2 separate regions of the Gossypium hirsutum genome follow, and region 1 is linked to region 2. Evidence: chromatin contacts called from public Hi-C data. All regions are on one chromosome and are shown on one strand. Each heading gives the region's core, a stretch centred on a gene start, on an enhancer-like site or on the middle of the called end of the contact. The rest is flanking DNA. Distances are from core to core; before and after follow the strand shown.

Region 1 (4,438 bases), core at 1,358-3,857, 100 kb after region 2:
TGGGGAATTTTAATTTTCCGACAACGGATTGTTTTTACCAATTTCTATGAATATGTAGGGACCGGAGATCCGAACCGGGTTTTTGAAGCATGGGAAGCCCATACAACTCATTCAGGGTAAAGAGATTACTATCAGCACTGACTATAGCATAAAAGGTGATGAGAATACAATCTGTATGAGTTACAAAAAGTTGGCTCAAGATTTGAAGCCTGGGAGTGTTATTTTGTGTTCTGATGGGACAATCACATTCACTGTCTTGGATTGTGACAAGGAATTGGGATTGGTCCACTGTCGTTGTGACAACTCCGCTGTTCTTGGTGAAAGGAAGAAAGTCAATCTTCCAGGTGTTGTGGTTGATCTTCCAACATTAACAGACAAGGACAAAGAGGATATCTTGCAATGGGGTGTTCCAAATAAGGTTGACATGATTGCCTTGTCTTTTGTTCGTAAAGGTTCGGATCTTGTGGAGGTCCGAAAGCTGTTGGGAAAGCATGGAAATAACACTCTTCTAATGTCAAAGGTTTGCAGTTTGTTTAATAGACAATGAGATTTGTAGAATATATGTGTTTTGATTTCATGTTGAACATATTTGCTTGTGGATTGGCAGGTTGAAAATCAAGAAGGGGTTACTAACTTTGATGATATTCTAGCAAATTCAGATGCATTTATGGTTGCAAGAGGTGATCTTGGGATGGAGATCCCAATTGAGAAGATATTCCTGGCTCAAAAACTGATGATTCTTAAGGCCAATATACAAGGAAAGCCTGTGGTGACTGCAACTCAGATGCTAGAGTCTATGATCAAATCTCCAAGGCGACTCGAGCCGAAGTCACTGATGTTGCCAATGCGGTTCTCGATGGTACCGACTGTGTCATGCTAAGTGGAGAAACTGCTGCTGGAGCATACCCTGACCTTGCTGTTCAAACCATGGCCAGAATTTGCACGGAAGCTGAAAACTTTATAAACTATGGGGATCTTTTCAAGAGAATAATGGAGAGTGCACCAATGCCTATGAGCCCATTATAGAGTTTGGCTTCCTCAGTTGTGAGGACAGCCGAGTCCATTAACGCCTCTTTAATTTTGGTCCTAACCAGAGGTGGAACCACGGCAAAGCTGGTGGCTAAGTATAGGCCAAGTGTGCCTATTTTGTCTATGATCATCCCAGAGATAACAACAGATTCCCTTGAGTGGTCATGCAATGATGAAGCTCCATCAAGGCATTGCCTTATCTTCAGGGGTCTGATCCCGGTTTTGAGCTCCGGTTCGGTAAAAGCTTCTTACGCCGAGTCTACTGAGGAAACAACCAAGTTTGCCCTTCAATATGGTAAGGAAAAGGGGCTAATCAAACCTGGAGATTCAGTTGTGTCTTTGTACCCTTCAGTGATTAAGATCTTGACAGTTAGTTTATGATCTGATTTTAGCTTAGTTTTGGTAGCTTTTTTAATCAACATGTTTGATTGAATGTGGGAGAACAATTTTCACATGAATGAAGAAATATTTAATTTGATTTGTCCTTTTTTCAAGAGCTTATTGATATAAAATACATATAAATTCTTTGTTTTCCAACAGCAGCAAAAAAGACAAGCTCATTGCAGACTAATATATGCATAAAAATGTTCAGTTATCATCTCCCTGAGCTGCATTTTCACTTCCTGGAATAGCCTCTAATGAGGGAGGTGAAGTGGATTCACTTTGAGAACCGGGTAAGGTGACTAAACCATCATAAGGCCATGGAATAGGGATCCAATACCTTCTTCCAGTTCCTATCCTGCCAGTATTCCTGTTGCCATTTGGCTCGGTCTTGGAATCGTCCAACGGCAACTGAAACCGGCAGACAGGACAAGAGTTTTGAAGTTCAAGCCAAGGAATAATACACCCATCATGGAATTTATGCTCACACGGCATCTCTTTTGCTTCATTTCCAATCTCAATATCCTCCAAACATATTGCACACTGCACATTGCCATTTACAGTAACAGTTGGCATTGCTTCAACTGCTTCCTTCCAAGCTGGTAGAGTTCCATGTTGGTTTGGGTCATTCTCAGACAAATACTGCAACAAAAGATCCCAACCAGGTCCCATGATGTAATCACCAAAGGAGCCGGCAGACCTATGACTTGGGTTATGAGTATGAACACGGTTAGTAACATCAAATGAGCCTTGGACAACCAAGGCTTCATCATTGATTGGATCAAACAAGATCATTCTACCACTTCCATTTCCACCATTTTCTGATTCAGAAGCTGCTGCTACTGTACGCATACCTTGAAGTATCCTAAGGGGCAGGGCTGAAGATGAGGTTCTCCTTCTTATCAAGGACTCCACTTCTCTCCCCAGTTCATCATCCTGTGTTACTTGGTCCCTGCTTGCGATACGCAGCTGTGATGATGAACCAATCAAACCAAGCACGATTGGAGCCCAAAGTGAAAGACTGTTGGGAGACTCTGTATCGATGGCGGCGTGATTGGTGTTGGAACGGGATCTTATGCTGCCCACTTCTTCCAGAAACCCAGAATCACAGAGAGGGCATTGGAATTCAGGCTGTCGTTGGATTCACCACTCGGGAACACATGTAACACCAATACCTACCCGCTTGCCTATCCCCCATCTCTCTCTTCAAAATTTACAAACAATCACGTCAGAATACAAATCAAGAAAGATATACCAAAATTAACATACAATAAACATGAAACATGGAGTACTGTGGTCTATAAACAACCAACTTATAAATTGTAAAGAAAAACAAGACAAAAGAAACAAGAGATGTAAAAAGATAGATGTTTTCTATGATACCTTTCAAATAGAGGATGAGGGGAATAATTGACATGAACTATGATTGTGGTTTTAGAGGTAATAACCCTTTTTTATTTGCTTCTCTGTCATGGAAAGACATTTTTAGTTCAATATTTGTTTTACCAATCATTTTTGTATGCTTTAATTGCATACTATAATTAATTTGTTATTTAAAGATAGGGTTCTTGTTTGCTTTTTCTTTTAATTGCAATTAATATAAAGTAAGTCGACCTGTCTGTCCACCGTTAGATTGGGCTTTAGACTTCCTTACAGCTTGGACTTAGATAATAATGTTAGCTAAATCTATGGTTTTCAGCGTTATAAAACGTGAAAACTCACTTCCTGCTGCCAAAAATGTTCCAACTGAGACTTCAGCCCGCTAGACTATCACAGCCCCCAATGTTCAGTTTCTGACACTAAAGGCTCTCGACTGCAGGCAGTCTTCACTGCAGAAAATAACAAAAGGCTTTTATAACCCACTCTATTTCCACCCTCAGGCGGAGCCACCGGCAGCGCCATAAGGTTGCGCCGGGCAGCAAAGAGGGACAGCCACCTCAAGATTTCTGCTCAGATAAGATCAAGTAGTTGGTCGAATGTACGCTTTCTGAACTCACGGTTCGCTCTATTTAAAGCCAGCTTGTCGGCAATTCTCAGGATCGCTTCCCGATGTGGGATTTTAAGTGAACCAATTATAAAGGCGCTGACTATTGGGGCCACACGTGATTCAGAAACCGGGGCACCATAAAATATATGTAAAAGTTGATAGTTGCATTTGGGATTACAAAAAAACAAAACAAAACAAAATCAACATCCAAGAAGCAAATTAATTAGACGAGAAAAGCAGAGTGTTAAGGAGCAAAAGTTTGAAAAGAATGATATGAAATAAGGTGCAATTTGATGGAGGGTGGGGGAGATGCATGCTTCGCCACATTTTTTGTTCCACTGGATTGGGTGGATTGGATCCAAATACTGCATTTGCAATGGTCAAAGAAGCAGCAGTAGTTTAGTTTTAGTTTAAAAGGCAATGAAATGCATGGACATGCAGCTTTGCAAGTTTAGGTTGAATGGCAATCAAAGTTGGGAATATTGTTGTTGTAAGTTGAAAACTTACATGGACATGCTGCTTTAGTTCACATATGACACAGCCATCCACTATTTGATGAAATCAAAGGGCATTGTGAGTGGAAGAAAATAATGGAAATTCATTACCCAAAGCCCATTTTTGGGTTCACAATTTGACATCCTTAACCGTAGCACACTCCAAGCCTATATTTTACCTGCCAATATATAACAACCCACTTTTGTATATCTCCCAAAAGATTCCCCTTTGAATCAAAGGAGCCATGCATTATGGAGATCGGTTCTCATTCAGATCATCTTTATTTAGGCCTGCATCAGTAGCCAATATCTTCCATTTCAATTTTTCCAGTTACCTTAGTAATTAGCTCATTCAAATTTCAATACATACACGTGGGGTTACTCTGTAGTATAAAATTAATTTAATTTTTCAATTTCATTCCATTAATTATTGCATGGTTTATCAATACATATCACCATACATTTTAAATGTGAAGTAAATAAAAAATTTAATCATTAGATTATTAATAATAACAATAATTTTCATTAACATGAGATGGATATCGTA
Region 2 (4,928 bases), core at 1,942-4,441:
GTTCATACATAATTGTCTTATGTCATTCATGATTTGTTCAAAACAAAGATGGCACTTTAATCTTCTCAGAAGTTGTGTCCAATCTTTATTGACCTTAAGTGCTGTGCTGTTTATTGAGGATTTTTATTGGTCTGCTAGAGTGGCAACACTTGCAGACTGGAGTGTATGTCTTTCAGGAATAAACGTAAGAAAATTATTCTGAAAATGTTGAAGTTGTCTCCCATATGTTAGTGCAATTGTTAGCCAATAAGTGCTGATTCAAGCAGCAATGGACAGGATTGGATGTTAGATGATTCTCCTAATTCTTATTTGTTTTACTTATGTGGTCTTTCCTCTGTTACTGTTGAATAATGAATGGTCCAAACATTTAAGCATGTATCTGCATAAACATTTGTGCTTCTGAATTGATAACGTTACAAGCATACCTCTTTGCTGCTATTAATCCTCTTATGCTCATTCCCACTGAAAATGGAAAAGTGAAAATACCTATAGATAACTTCATCTTTTATTGTTAAAAATCAATCTCCATGATTAACTTGTTTGTAATCACTAACTAGTTTGTTTTCAATCTGTTGTGAAGGTGAATTGCATAGAAATGCTGCTGATATAGTCACAACATGGCAAAAACTGTTGAAGTCTTTCCTGCATGATATAGATGAGGAGGTTTGTATTGTTGATCTGGTGGAAAATTCCATCTGATTAATAAATATCAATTGTAAGCCAAAGGAATAATACATTTTTTGGACTGCTACATTTAATTTCTTCTATGTATCACATCATCAGATGGGTGGGGTGACTTGTCTGTTTTTATTACATGTCAAAACTGACATCTCATAGTGGACTTTTTTTGTCTATATTACAAATTTGCGCTAACGTTTCTCTTGTTATTGCCTAACAGATTGAGGTTATCTTGAAATTTGAGGAAATGTGCCTGGAATCGGCCAAGGAGTTTGCTGCATTATTTCCACAGGTATTTCTAATGATATGCCTAGATCTAGAAGATGTCTTGATGGGTTCAAGATAAAAACTTGGTGGGGGCAATTGTCCGTTGTTTGTGTATAAAGTAGAACGAGATGTGAAGTTTTAGTGAAAAGAAAGATCCTCATTTGATTGTTGTTTCACAGATTTTGCATCTTTTATATGATAAAGAAATTCTACAAGAAGATGCTATTCTAAGGTGGGCGGATGAGAAGGAAGGAGCAGATGAATCGGATAAAGTGTTTCTGAAGCGTTCAGAAAAATTTATACAGGTAAAAAAGGAACTTTAATCTTTTCTATTTCCCACTCGGTGAAATGAAGATTGTTAATATTTACTCATCTTTCCCCTTTTAAAGTGGTTGAGAGAGGCTGAAGAAGAAGAGGATGATGAGGATGAGTGAGACTACTTGTGTTTTGGCACGTATGAACATCACTGCTGAGGAAAATATGGTCTGCCTTTGTTTGCAATTTTTGCTTTTCATGTGGCTAATAGTCTTGACATTAGAAATGTTGTATTGAATTGAAACGTTTTGACAGTAGTCCATATATTCAGATTTACTTATTGCTTTCTTTTTTCCTTTTAGAGTAAATAGAATTTCAGTAGACAACAAGGATTAATCTTAATTTATTTTTAATTTTTTTAAGTAATATTGTCAAAAATGAATTTATATTATCTCAAAAATATTTTTACAATATATTTACGTTTCATAAACATGTCAAAACATTATATTGTGATACCGTATGTAATAAAATTTTTTAAATTTCATATCAATAATGTGTAAATTTTTAAAACAATATTTCAAGGAAAAGGTTTTTATTTTTATTTTTTTTATTATAGATTGTTGAAAAATTATATTTTTTGCATTATGTTACTAATCGGATTCCGTTTTTTAATTTTAAAATTAAATATTTAGAAATTTTAAATAATTAGAAGTACGCAATACTCCTATCTTGTTTTACAATTGTCATTTTTAACCTCTTAAGTTAATTTAATTGAAAATTTTAAAATACAATTATTATGTTTGAAGTTTAACATATTTTCAAAAATATCATAATTAATTTTAAACATGTTATATAATTCTTAAATTTTGAAACATTATAACAGTTTTAATAAACTTTAAAATAAATTTTTTAAACATTTTTCCGGAAAAAAATACATATACATATATTTATATTTATAAAAGTATTATCAAATTTGAATTGTAGTTTTTTTATTCTTTAGGTCGAGGTATATATATATACATATATACTAAACATATTTTATAATCTTAAAATTATAAACAGTTCGAAGTAATTTTATATAATGTTTAAATAGGTTTTAAACAAATTTAATTTTTGCAAGATCTTTAAATTAGTAGTTCTTAATTTTGATAGTAGCGGTATAAGTTTTTTAAACATATTTTAAATTAACTATTTTATCTTTTTGGTATGATTTAAATAAACTATTTTATTTCTTATTGAAAACAAAACTAATTTTAATTATTTTATTTAAGAACTTAAATATGTGTTTTTTTATCATATTATAATTAGTTTAAAAAATGTCTAAAACAATATTTATAAATTATTTTAGATATGATATTTTTATCATATAAAATTTAACATTTTAAAAACTTGTTTTGTAATTCTAATATTAATCGAATTTTGAAATCAATTTTAAATTTTAATCTTAACTGTTATAAAATTTTAAATAAATTTGAATAAAATATTTTATTCCTAATTTAAAAGAGTTGTAATGTTTAATGTATTAAATTATGAGTTTTAATTTTTTTTAGTTAAAAACATATATAATTTAAAATGTATTAGTTTAAGGGATATTTATCTCTCTACTTCACTAAAATTGTCAATATGATATCTGTTCTTTCAATTTATTCCTTTTGCTACCTGTACCATTTTTCTGTTTATCACTTTGCTACTCCACAATCTCTGACAAAATTTGGCTCCTGCACCAACCATAGTCTGCCACGTGCAATTATGTCCGGAAAAGAAAATTCAAGTCAAAGCTAAGGACTTAAAAACAATTATACCAATTACTATTCTAAAGTGAAAAAAAAACACAAATATTTGTTGGTCTCTTCTTTCTAAAACAAAGCCCTAGCCGCCTCCTTCCACTGTCGGCACCATTACTCACCGGCGTCTTCTCCGATCAAGAAGCGTTCATGAGCCCAACACCGAATTTCGATCTTCTTCAAGTCTAGCTCTTCGATTTCCCCTTGCAAAGACCATATAGTTCTCCAAATTTCATAAAATTTTCTTCTAATTTTGTTCTTTCTTGCATATTTGAATGTTACCATCATAAAGTTCTTTCTGGCTTTAGTTTACAAGGTTTGAGATCAGTTTTTTTGTTTTCATGTTTAGGGTTGTTTCTTTACATATAAAATATTTTCTGTAAAACATTTTTATTATTTTGCAGTGTTTATTTGGTAGAAAATGAATTAGCAAAGGAAATTATTCTCAAAACAATCCATTTTCTAAAATTTTCAGATTTTATAATTTAGTCCTTACAACTAAAATTGTCAAAATTTCCAAAAATTCTATTTTTCAAAATTGTTAATTCTCAAATAATGTAAATTAATCCTAAAAATCAAGTTTTGAAATCTTTACAATTTAACCCCTATAGTTTCAAGCTTTACTATTCTATGCTCAACTTTCTAAATTTTCATATTTCATAATCATATAATTTAGTTACTACATCAATGTTTCAGATTTCACTACTCAAATCCTTAGAATTTGAAATTTCACAAATTTTATAATTTGGTCATTACTTCAACTTTTATCAAATTAAATCATTTTTCAACTAATCCAAATAATATTCAAAATAAATATTTACCACTTTCAACTTAATTAGGCATAAACATAAATCTATAGATATAAATTTATATTCCCTAATGTACTAAATTAACAATTAAACTTAATTAAATAAATTAAGATTAATTAAAACTAAAATATGATTAATTAAAATATAAATAAGGTTTATGAAATAAATTCAACTAAACAATGAAAAGATAATAAAATCTCGGCTTAAGGGCGCAAAATGCCCTCAAACTTTAAAAAAAATAAATTAAGGCCCTGTTTTTTTTTTGCGATTATTTGGGTACTTGGACTTTCAAAATGCATAAAAAGGCCCTCAAACCTTTTCAAAAAAAAAAAGAAGCAAATAAGCCCCTATTTTTATTTTGCACTCAATTGGGTACTTGAACTTTCAAAATGATCAAAAAGACCGTCAAACTTAAAAAAAGAAGAAGAAGAAGCAATTAAGCCCCTGTTTTTATTAAAAAATAAAAAAATTATAAAAAATAAAATCAATAAAATCTATAAATATTATTAAATTTTAATAAAAATTTTCAAATATTAAAAATTATAATTTTTTTTATTTTTTTACGATTTTTATAAAAAAATTAATTTTTAATAAAAGTTAAAATTTTTAAAATTTTTATTAAAATTTATTATTTATTATAATATTTTTTTTCTAATTTTTAATAAGAGCAAGGACTTAATTGGTTTTTTGAAAACTTTTAAGGGTCTTTTTGATGCATTTTGAAAGTTTAAGTGCTCAATTAAGTGAAAAAAAAAAAGAAAAAAGGAGGGATTGTAACAACCCGTTTTTTAATAGTGTCGGAAACAGTGATGTAACACCCCATACCCGTAACCCACGCCGGAGCGGAATACGAGGCATTACCTAACTCGATCTCATGCACACAAACGTTCCCCAAGTCACCAAGACTGGGTCCAATTTAAAACTTTTTCAATTTCTAATTTAAACTTCTTAATACAGGCCTACGAGCCCCAAATCGACCATTGAAAACTATTCGGGATCAACTCGGGTCCTTAAACCATCTATAGAAAATTTGACTTTGAAACAGGGCACACGCCCGTGTAGAAGGGCAACACGCCCGTATGGCCATTTCAACATGGTCGTATTGATGGCCCGTGTGGCTCACATGGCCTATGCA

The links. Hi-C and Micro-C count contacts between places; a contact is called where the count stands out from the background.
Region 1: a Hi-C map of leaf shows a contact between it and region 2, with 2.5 times the contacts expected there. The contact joins the promoter of LOC107895000 here to the enhancer-like site in region 2. A contact is called at or near these places in 8 of 34 Hi-C or Micro-C datasets (anther, hypocotyl and leaf).

Annotation. Positions count from the first base shown.
Region 1 is chrA13:68,606,116-68,610,553 of Gossypium_hirsutum_v2.1, forward strand. It overlaps LOC107895000 (E3 ubiquitin-protein ligase SIRP1), which reads right to left and starts at 2,608. Exons shown (of 2, transcript XM_041084774.1): 1 at 2,590-2,608; 2 at 1,618-2,495. The coding sequence starts at 2,608. The coding sequence ends at 1,618. It also overlaps the pseudogene LOC107894999.
Region 2 is chrA13:68,505,855-68,510,782 of Gossypium_hirsutum_v2.1, forward strand. It overlaps LOC107895001 (translation initiation factor eIF-2B subunit epsilon), which reads left to right. Exons shown (of 16, transcript XM_016820170.2): 13 at 581-663; 14 at 899-970; 15 at 1,125-1,250; 16 at 1,335-1,540. The coding sequence ends at 1,379. Among protein-coding and RNA genes, the nearest start is that of LOC107895001, 15 kb to the left of the region's middle. Within about 2 kb of position 3,192, at least 7 of the 9 cell types and tissues checked have an H3K27ac peak or open chromatin away from gene starts, as enhancers often do. A contact at or near this core is called in leaf, where this site is marked.